2 separate regions of the Hordeum vulgare genome follow, and region 1 is linked to region 2. Evidence: chromatin contacts called from public Hi-C data. All regions are on one chromosome and are shown on one strand. Each heading gives the region's core, a stretch centred on a gene start, on an enhancer-like site or on the middle of the called end of the contact. The rest is flanking DNA. Distances are from core to core; before and after follow the strand shown. Region 1 has its middle 75 kb from the start of LOC123405944. Region 2 has its middle 200 kb from the start of LOC123404397.

What was found. Hi-C and Micro-C count contacts between places; a contact is called where the count stands out from the background.
Region 1: a Hi-C map of leaf shows a contact between it and region 2, with 5 times the contacts expected there. The contact joins two enhancer-like sites. A contact is called at or near these places in 4 of 6 Hi-C or Micro-C datasets (leaf and seedling) and 1 of 1 datasets of contacts at active chromatin or transcription factors (embryo).

Annotation. Positions count from the first base shown.
Region 1 is chr6H:203,918,746-203,922,717 of MorexV3_pseudomolecules_assembly, forward strand. No RefSeq gene overlaps it. Among protein-coding and RNA genes, the nearest start is that of LOC123405944, 75 kb to the left of the region's middle. Within about 2 kb of position 1,701, at least 1 of the 3 cell types and tissues checked has open chromatin away from gene starts, as enhancers often do. A contact at or near this core is called in leaf, where this site is marked.
Region 2 is chr6H:203,247,456-203,251,623 of MorexV3_pseudomolecules_assembly, forward strand. No RefSeq gene overlaps it. Among protein-coding and RNA genes, the nearest start is that of LOC123404397, 200 kb to the right of the region's middle. Within about 2 kb of position 1,481, at least 3 of the 3 cell types and tissues checked have open chromatin away from gene starts, as enhancers often do. A contact at or near this core is called in leaf, where this site is marked.

The sequences.
Region 1 (3,972 bases), core at 451-2,950, 670 kb after region 2:
TACGCCGGATGTGGCAGTTTTTTCTTCGTATCACTTTTTGTTTTCATTTTCATTTCGAGCTTCAAAACTTTATGAACCTAAGATGTTATTTTAAACAATTATAAATAATATGGATGCATGCATCGATTGATGCAAAGGCCAGGAGCTCGCTTCCTCCTTCTAAAAAAATGTCTCACTATGTTTTCAAAAATAGCTAGTTATTGAAGATAAGCCTAAGAGATGATTCATTGTAGCTATATTTTTTATCATATCTAAATTAGATGCAAGATTTAAAATAAAACTATCATATCAACCATTGTATCTCTCCCTAATAATAAAGCACCGTGTGCTTCTGTCGACCGTCGTGGTTGTTTTGCACAAACCCCCCTAAAGTTTTCCGAAATCAGCCCGCAGTCCCGATTTAAGTGAATAACCAATCGTTTTTGTATTGTTTACAAATAACCCCCTGTGAGTTCCCGAAATCAACCCGCAGTACATAATTAGCTGAGAGAACGAAACGTTTTTTGGAGTTTTTGTAAAAAGCTCCTTCAGTTTTCACAAAATAAACCCGCAGTACATACTTGAGTAAAAAAAACAATCGTTTTCCGTATGTTTTCGAAAACACCCCTACAGTTTTCAATTAATTAATCTGTAGTTTCATTATAAGTGCAAAATACTTTAAAAATCATATCTTTTAAACGATAACTCCAATTTTACATTATTATATATGAAATTTTATTAGAAAAATATGTAGAATCTGAATATAATGTTAGTTTATCTATTTAATTTTTTAAAATTATGTTTATAATATAATTTTAATTCAATAGTGATGCGCACAACTAATATAATGTTATTTTATCTATTTAACAATTTTAAAAATATATTTATGCTGTAATTTTAATCAGTAGCGTATAATCCATTTTTTCATAACGAGGCCGGTCCATGTTGTTAATTAATCCGCGGTTCAATTATAATTAACAAATACTTTAAAAAATTATATCTTTTAAACTGTAACTCTAATTTTAAATTATTACATATGCACTTTCATTCAAAAAATGTGTTGAATCGAAATATAATGTTTCTTACCTATTTAATTTTAAATTTCTATTTATAATGTAATTTGAATATATAGTGATGCATACAATCTAAATATGATGTTATTTTACTTATTTAACAATTTTTAAATTTTATTTATGCAGTAAGTTTAAATAAAAATCTTAAATCATGATTATTAGGTTATAGCATGTTTGTACGGTTTGCTCCGTTATAACGCACGGGCTCTTTTGCTAGTATACTCTAATACTTCTTCAAGACTCTTTTATTTCTGAAACATCCGAGAATTGACACATGTTGACAGAGAAAACAAGAACACTTCACTTCTAATCGTACCATATAACGGTAGACTTGGTATAGCAACATAGGGGCGATCCGCGGTTATGTTTACCAGGTCCGGTCGAACACCCCGCAGCGGTTCCCCAGACCCAGAGTCAGATCCATGTGAACATGGGATCTCTACCAAAAGCAATTGGTGCACTTAAAGATACACTGAACAGTTGATCATCGCTTGCGGTTATACCGTACGGTTTGATTACTTTGCCCATTTGGGAGGTATGTGTTTATACGCGAAAGCAGAAGAACAAAAAATGGATTATACAAAAGGTTTATTTGCCCTCTGTCTCTTTCATTGTAGACGACAGAGCTCGTCACCCTGTGGATTGGACCCAGTCAAAAAGTCAATGTCGTGGTGGTAGGCCCGTCTAGTTTCGGCCATGCAACTCACTCTTGTATATATAAAGCTCGATGTTTGCTAAAAAAAAAAGATAAAGCTCGATGGTGTTGTTTATGGGATCTTTTATTCGGCTAACAGCATCTACAACCGAACCCCTTAAATTCAACCCATCAAATACCCGTGAACGCATTGTTTATGCACACTGATCGATTACGTCTTAAATAATGCATTCTATATTCGGCCATCTTAAATTTCATATTTTAAATCCATCCAAGCATGCAACTACTACGTTGATGCATTGTATACATCGTGTGGCTACTCCATCACTACTAATATGCCATCGAATTATCAAAATTTGGCATGTTTGGCTATGACGGAGATCATACACGTCTGCCTTTGTCCTTCCTGACGTCCTTGTCGTCCTTCTTGTGAAAGTACCGGTCGTAGACGTAGTACGGATCAGGGCGGATCTTCTCGTTGCTGAAGCTATCCTCGCCGCCGCTCACCTCCTTCTCCTCCGTCGGTGGCAGCCCGCCCATTTCACGGACCGCCTGATTCTGCTCACAGGAGAGGGCGCGCATGTTTCGTTGTTGTCGTTTTTTTCAAAATGCAGGTGTGGATGACTTCCCCCTCTACGAGCGCCCGCTTCGATGCATCAGTCGCCTCCGTCTCCGTCATTTCCTTCGTGAGATAAGCCTCGACGATCCTTATCCTCTCTTTCCCACGGCGGCAACCTGTTCCCAATGGGATCTCATCCGAGAGGAAGCGAGCACGTATGGGCCTACCCAATAGCGTGTCCTCGTCTTGTTTCTTAGTCAGTCATTCGCTGATGTGTTCCTTTTTTATTTGTTTGGTTTTCTTATTATTTTTCCGGTCTTCATTTTTTGGGCATTTTTTTATTTTCGTTTTTATTTGGTTTCTCTTTTATTTGTTCCATAGTTTTCATTGTATTTTTCTTTTCTTTTTTGTTTTGTCTTTCTTTCTTGGTTTTCAACAGTTTTCTGTTTTTCCTACTTCCATTGTCGGTTTTGACTCTGTTCCTTTTTTATGCATTTATTTGTTTGGTTTTATTTTCTCTTTCTTTTTTTATTTTTCAGTTTTCATGGTTTATTGTTTTATTTTCATTTTATTCTAAATTTTTTTGAATACATCAATAACTTTTTCAAATAAATATTTAACATTTCTTAAAGCACAAGTTTCACATTTATAAAACATGTTCACCCATTTTTCTATACACATTGTTAACATTTTTTAAATGCTTGATTATTCTTTTTAAATGCAAAATTAATATATATTTTTAATACATGGTCAATATTTTTACTATACACATCTTAACATTTTTAAATGCTTGATTAACATTTTCTAAATACAAGAATAATATTTTTTAAATATATGATCAGCATTTTTATATGCATATTTAACATATTTCTAACGCTTGATATCATTTTTGAAATACTTGTTTAATTTTTTTCAAATGCTTTACGAACATTTTCTAAATGCAGGATCAACTTTTTCCACACACATTATGTATTTTTATATAGACTAGTAAATGTGCCCGTGTGTTGTTATGGGTTGAACATTAACATGTCGACTGCTGAGATTGATCTAACAATAATTAGATTATGCAAAGTGCAGTCAACATGGACTTTAATCACTCGTCGGGTGTTTGAACCAGATCTTACAATTTCCGCAGCACCACACTTTCCGTTTATGAAAGGAGATAATGTGATCAAGTAAAGATTATTTTCACTGAATAAACAAGATTGTTGACACCGATTAAACAATATTTCTTTCATATAATCATATAAAGATGGCATAGCCCATTTACTATAAATAATGGATATTTCTTGAGTCATGGCTCATTGCTCAGTAAGACAAATCAACCAAGCAGTCTACTTAATTAGCAGAAATGACAAAGAATGGCTGACATTTTTTTGTCAAAATATCCAGAAGCAAGCTTAAAAAAAGCCCAATCTCGTTGTACAATCCCAGTGGCAGTAGTCCTCCCCCATCATGAAATAATCTTGCTGGGTTGCTGCCAATGAGGAATCAGATTGGCAGCTAGGATCCTGATCAAGACTCTGAGTAGAAGGCCACAATTTAAAATCCCTCTCTTGACTGAGCAGCTTGTGCTTGAGATTGTAGGAAGTTTTCTGGTCCTTATAGTCATATTGTGGTAGAAGTTCTTGTCGACCCGCAATCTTTGTCCCGGTGGGCCGATGTTTTCATGTAAAGATAAGCTAAAGATGAATGGATAAATTCCA
Region 2 (4,168 bases), core at 231-2,730:
CCCAACGGCAGCCGGTACACCTACACATATCTACATCTGCTAGCTTTGCCCAGACGAGGTTTTCACAACCTACTCAACTAAGCCAGAGCCTATATAGCTAGAGATCACGCACGGAAGCTACTAGTCACTAAGTCTGTCTGATCTTTTTGAACCTGGGCGGCATTCCACTTACATTCAGAGGGTCGAAACCATGATGTTCTTGAAGCCACCCAACAATACCACATCCGCACAGAGGTGAATTATATCCTTAATTACCACTCAATTTATTTTGTAATAATCCTCACATAATCTCAATGAATACAGGAACCAACTCCGTCTACAAAGCATAGCAAAACTACAAATACCACGGTCTTCTTTGCCGAGGGGATAACTCAATAGCATAGCACAATAATTATATTCCTATACATGCATAAATTTTGTAGGGTGATATAATACTACATGCATAGAAAATATTGTGTGAATGATGCTCAACATGTAACTTGCCTTGATTCTGGTTTAAAAAGTTACACTACTCACAATAGTTTGCATCGCACTCCACGCAATCTACACGTTTCAAACAATCACAACAAATCAATCACCACATTCACATAACACCAAATAAAACCAACAATGAGAAACCAATTTTTAAAATAACAACAAAAGTAGCATAGCAGGTACGAAACTTCTACATGCTGATACAATCACTATACAAAAAGAAACAACTAATTTGGACGAATGATTTGGAAGTTATGGTCTCAGGTAGGTTTAAACTAAATCTGGTCCAACTTAAATTTTAAACATCGCTAACGTGAAAACTATTGGTCCTATCATATTGTACTTGTTATTCTGAGTTCATAGGAAAAATAATTCCTAAATCGGGCAAACCAGCTAATAGTTAAACATGTTTTAAAATTTGAGCGAGAATCTGCCTAAAAATAAACACATCAAAACCGGAGCCTGTAGCGGCAAGTGTCGCGCTGGGATTGGCCGAATTGGATCCTGCTCATGTGCTCACCACGAGCAACAGGGAAGGGACGATGGCGACTGTCTCAGACATGGGCTTCTTCAGTGGTTCTCCGGAGACGGAAAGGGTTAGGCGGCGGGGCTCCTCCAGCGGCTCTCCGGGCGGCGGTGGTGGATCCTGTGCGGCCGGCGGCGGATCCTCTGTGACAGCTCCGGCGAGTTCCAACGGAAGCTCCATGGTAAGGGAGACTTTGATTTATTTTTTGTGCCAAAAATCGGTGAACTAGGACATGGGGATTTCTTATAGGGTGATTCTGCAGTCGATGGGGAAATAGATTGATCAAATCAATCGAGTCCGGATCGGGAACGATCTCCACGAAGAACACAGCACAACGGGGAAGATGACATGTGGGGTCGGCTCGTCAGCGATACAGAAAAATGAAGAGAGGAAAAAAACAAAACGCCAGGGTCTGGGGCGCTCGGTGCGCTGGGCCGCTCGGTCGGCCCCAGCTGCGCTGGGCCCGCACTTGCTAGTCGCGGCCGAGTCCCCTCCTGGGCCACTGTGCAGCCCGTCTGCGCAGTACGGGAGAGTATCCATTTTTTTAAACTACTACAGAAAAATACATGCCTGTATATTTCTGGCTAAAAAATACCAGAAATATTCTAAAAAAATATAACACCTAGTAAAATATATATGCAACTAATATATTCTACACGAACACTAGTTCCAAACATAATGCGAATTTAAAAATAAATTTTATGCAATAGGCCACACCACGAGCATTGAAAAACTCAACTAAAAATAAATTAAAGTTTATAAAATTTGCAAAACTATATCAGGTGACTCCAAATAATATTCTAGACATTATGAACTTTTTATTTGACTGAGGAGAAGTCATGTTATCTCCACTCAAATAAATTTCCATGAGTCGCATAATGAGTAAAATTCTTAAAAGAACAATAATGCATAGAAAAATATGAGATGCATATGAATGATCTATTAACATCCTGATTTAAGAAAATTGGGATGCTACAAACATACCCCCTTAAGATGAATCTTGCCCTCGAGATTCGGGTTGGCTAGCAAATAGGTGTGGGGTGATCCTGCTTGAGATCCTCATCTTGTTCCCAAGTAGGCTATTCTTGTGTATGATGATCCCACTGAACCTTGCATAAACTGAGTGTTTTGGTGCGAATAACTCTCTCTGCTGTTTCCAGAATCTTAACAGGCTTCGCCTCATATGTCAAGTCAGTCTCCAACTAAATTGCCTCAAGTGGTACTGTATCTCTCAAAGGAACGTGTGCCATCTCTGCATGACACTTCTTCAGCTGGGATACATGAAACACATTATGAACTCCTGACAAAGCTTCTGGAAACTCCAGCTGACAAGCTACCTCTCCTCTATGCTCCAAGATCATGTAAGGCCCCACAAAGTGTGGTGCTAACTTACCTTTGATTCCAAACCTCTTAATTACACGAAGGGGTGAAACTCTAAGATACGCACGGTCTCCTACCTCATATGTCACCTCCTTACGCTTTGCATCCGCATAACTCTAATGTCTGTACTGTGCTATCTTTAGCCTGTCATGAACCAACCTGACTTTCTCCTCAGCATCTCTAATCAAGTGTGGTTCAAAGAACTGGGGCTCTCCAACGTCATCCCACATCAATGGTGTTCTGCAGTACTGCCATACACAAACTCAAATGGTGCCATCTGCAAACTAGCTTGATAACTGTTATGATATGAGAACTCTGCTTATGGTAAATTATCATTGCAACTAGACCCGTAGTTTAAAGCACAAGCTCTCAGCATATCCTCCAAAATCTTAATCACCCGCTTTGTCTGCCCATCTGTGTGTGGATGGAAAGCTGTACTGAACTCCAGTCTAGTGCCCAACGACTCATGCAATTGACGCCAAAATTTAGAGGTGAACTGAGTACCTCTATCAGACACTACCTTCCTTGGAACTCCATGCATACAAATAATTCTGGCCATATAAATCTTTGCTAGCTTAGCACTGGTATAAGTAGTCTTTACCGGGATGAAGTGAGCAACTTTAGTCAAACTATTAACAACTACCCAAATAGAATCATAACCTGATCGAGTCCTGGGTAACCCTGTGATGAAATCCATACCAATCTCATCCCACTTCCAATCACGTATAGGCAATGGTTGTAACAAATCTGCTGGTTTCTGATGCTCTGCTTTAACTCTCTGGCACACATCACATACTGCAATATACCCAACAATTTCCCTCTTCAGGCTAGGCCACCAAAATATCTCCCTCAAATCCAAATACATCTTAGTATTACCTGGGTGAATAGAATAAGGTGAATCATGATCCTCCTAGAGAATCAACTTTCTAATCTCCGCATCCTCAGGTACACAAATATGCTTCTCAAACCATATGGATCCCTGTTCATCCTCATGGAAGCCTTTTGCCTTCCCTTTTAGCATATTCTCCTTTATCTCGGCAATATACTTATCATCCTTTTGAGCTTCTCTAATTCTGTCAAGCAAGGTAGGCCTTACCTCAAGTGTTGCCAAATAGCCTTTAGGGACCATCTCCAATCTGAGATTTTTGAACTGCTCACATAACTTCGATGACATATCATCAATATTACTTGCATTAGCATGGCTCCTATGACTCAATGCATCAGCAACAACATTAGCCTTACGAGGATGATATTGTACATTCAAATCATAATCCTTAATAAGCTCCATCCATCTCCTCTGCCTGAGATTCAAACCCATTTGAGTAAAAATGTACTTCAAGCTCTTATGATCAGTAAATATAGCACAATGATTACCAATGAGATAATGCATGCACAACTTTGGCTAACTCCAAATCATGTGTAGGATAATTATGCTCATGATTCTTAAGCTCACGTGAAGCGTAAGAAACAACTTTACCTTCCTGCATCAAAACACTCCCAAGTCCGTGACGACAAGCATCACAATATACTTGGAAGTCTTTATGTATGCGTGGCAGAGTTAAGACTGGTGTTCTAACTAAACGCTGCTTCAACTCCTGGAAGCTAGCTTCACAATCATCAATACAAACAAATTTATTCCCCTTACTCAACAATTCAGTCATAGGCTTTGCAATCTTGGAGAAGTTTTCAATAAACCTTCTGTAATAACCTGTCAGGCCCAAAAAGCTGCGAATCTCCCCAACTGATGTGGGTGACTCCCACTCAATAACAACAACAACCTTGGATGGA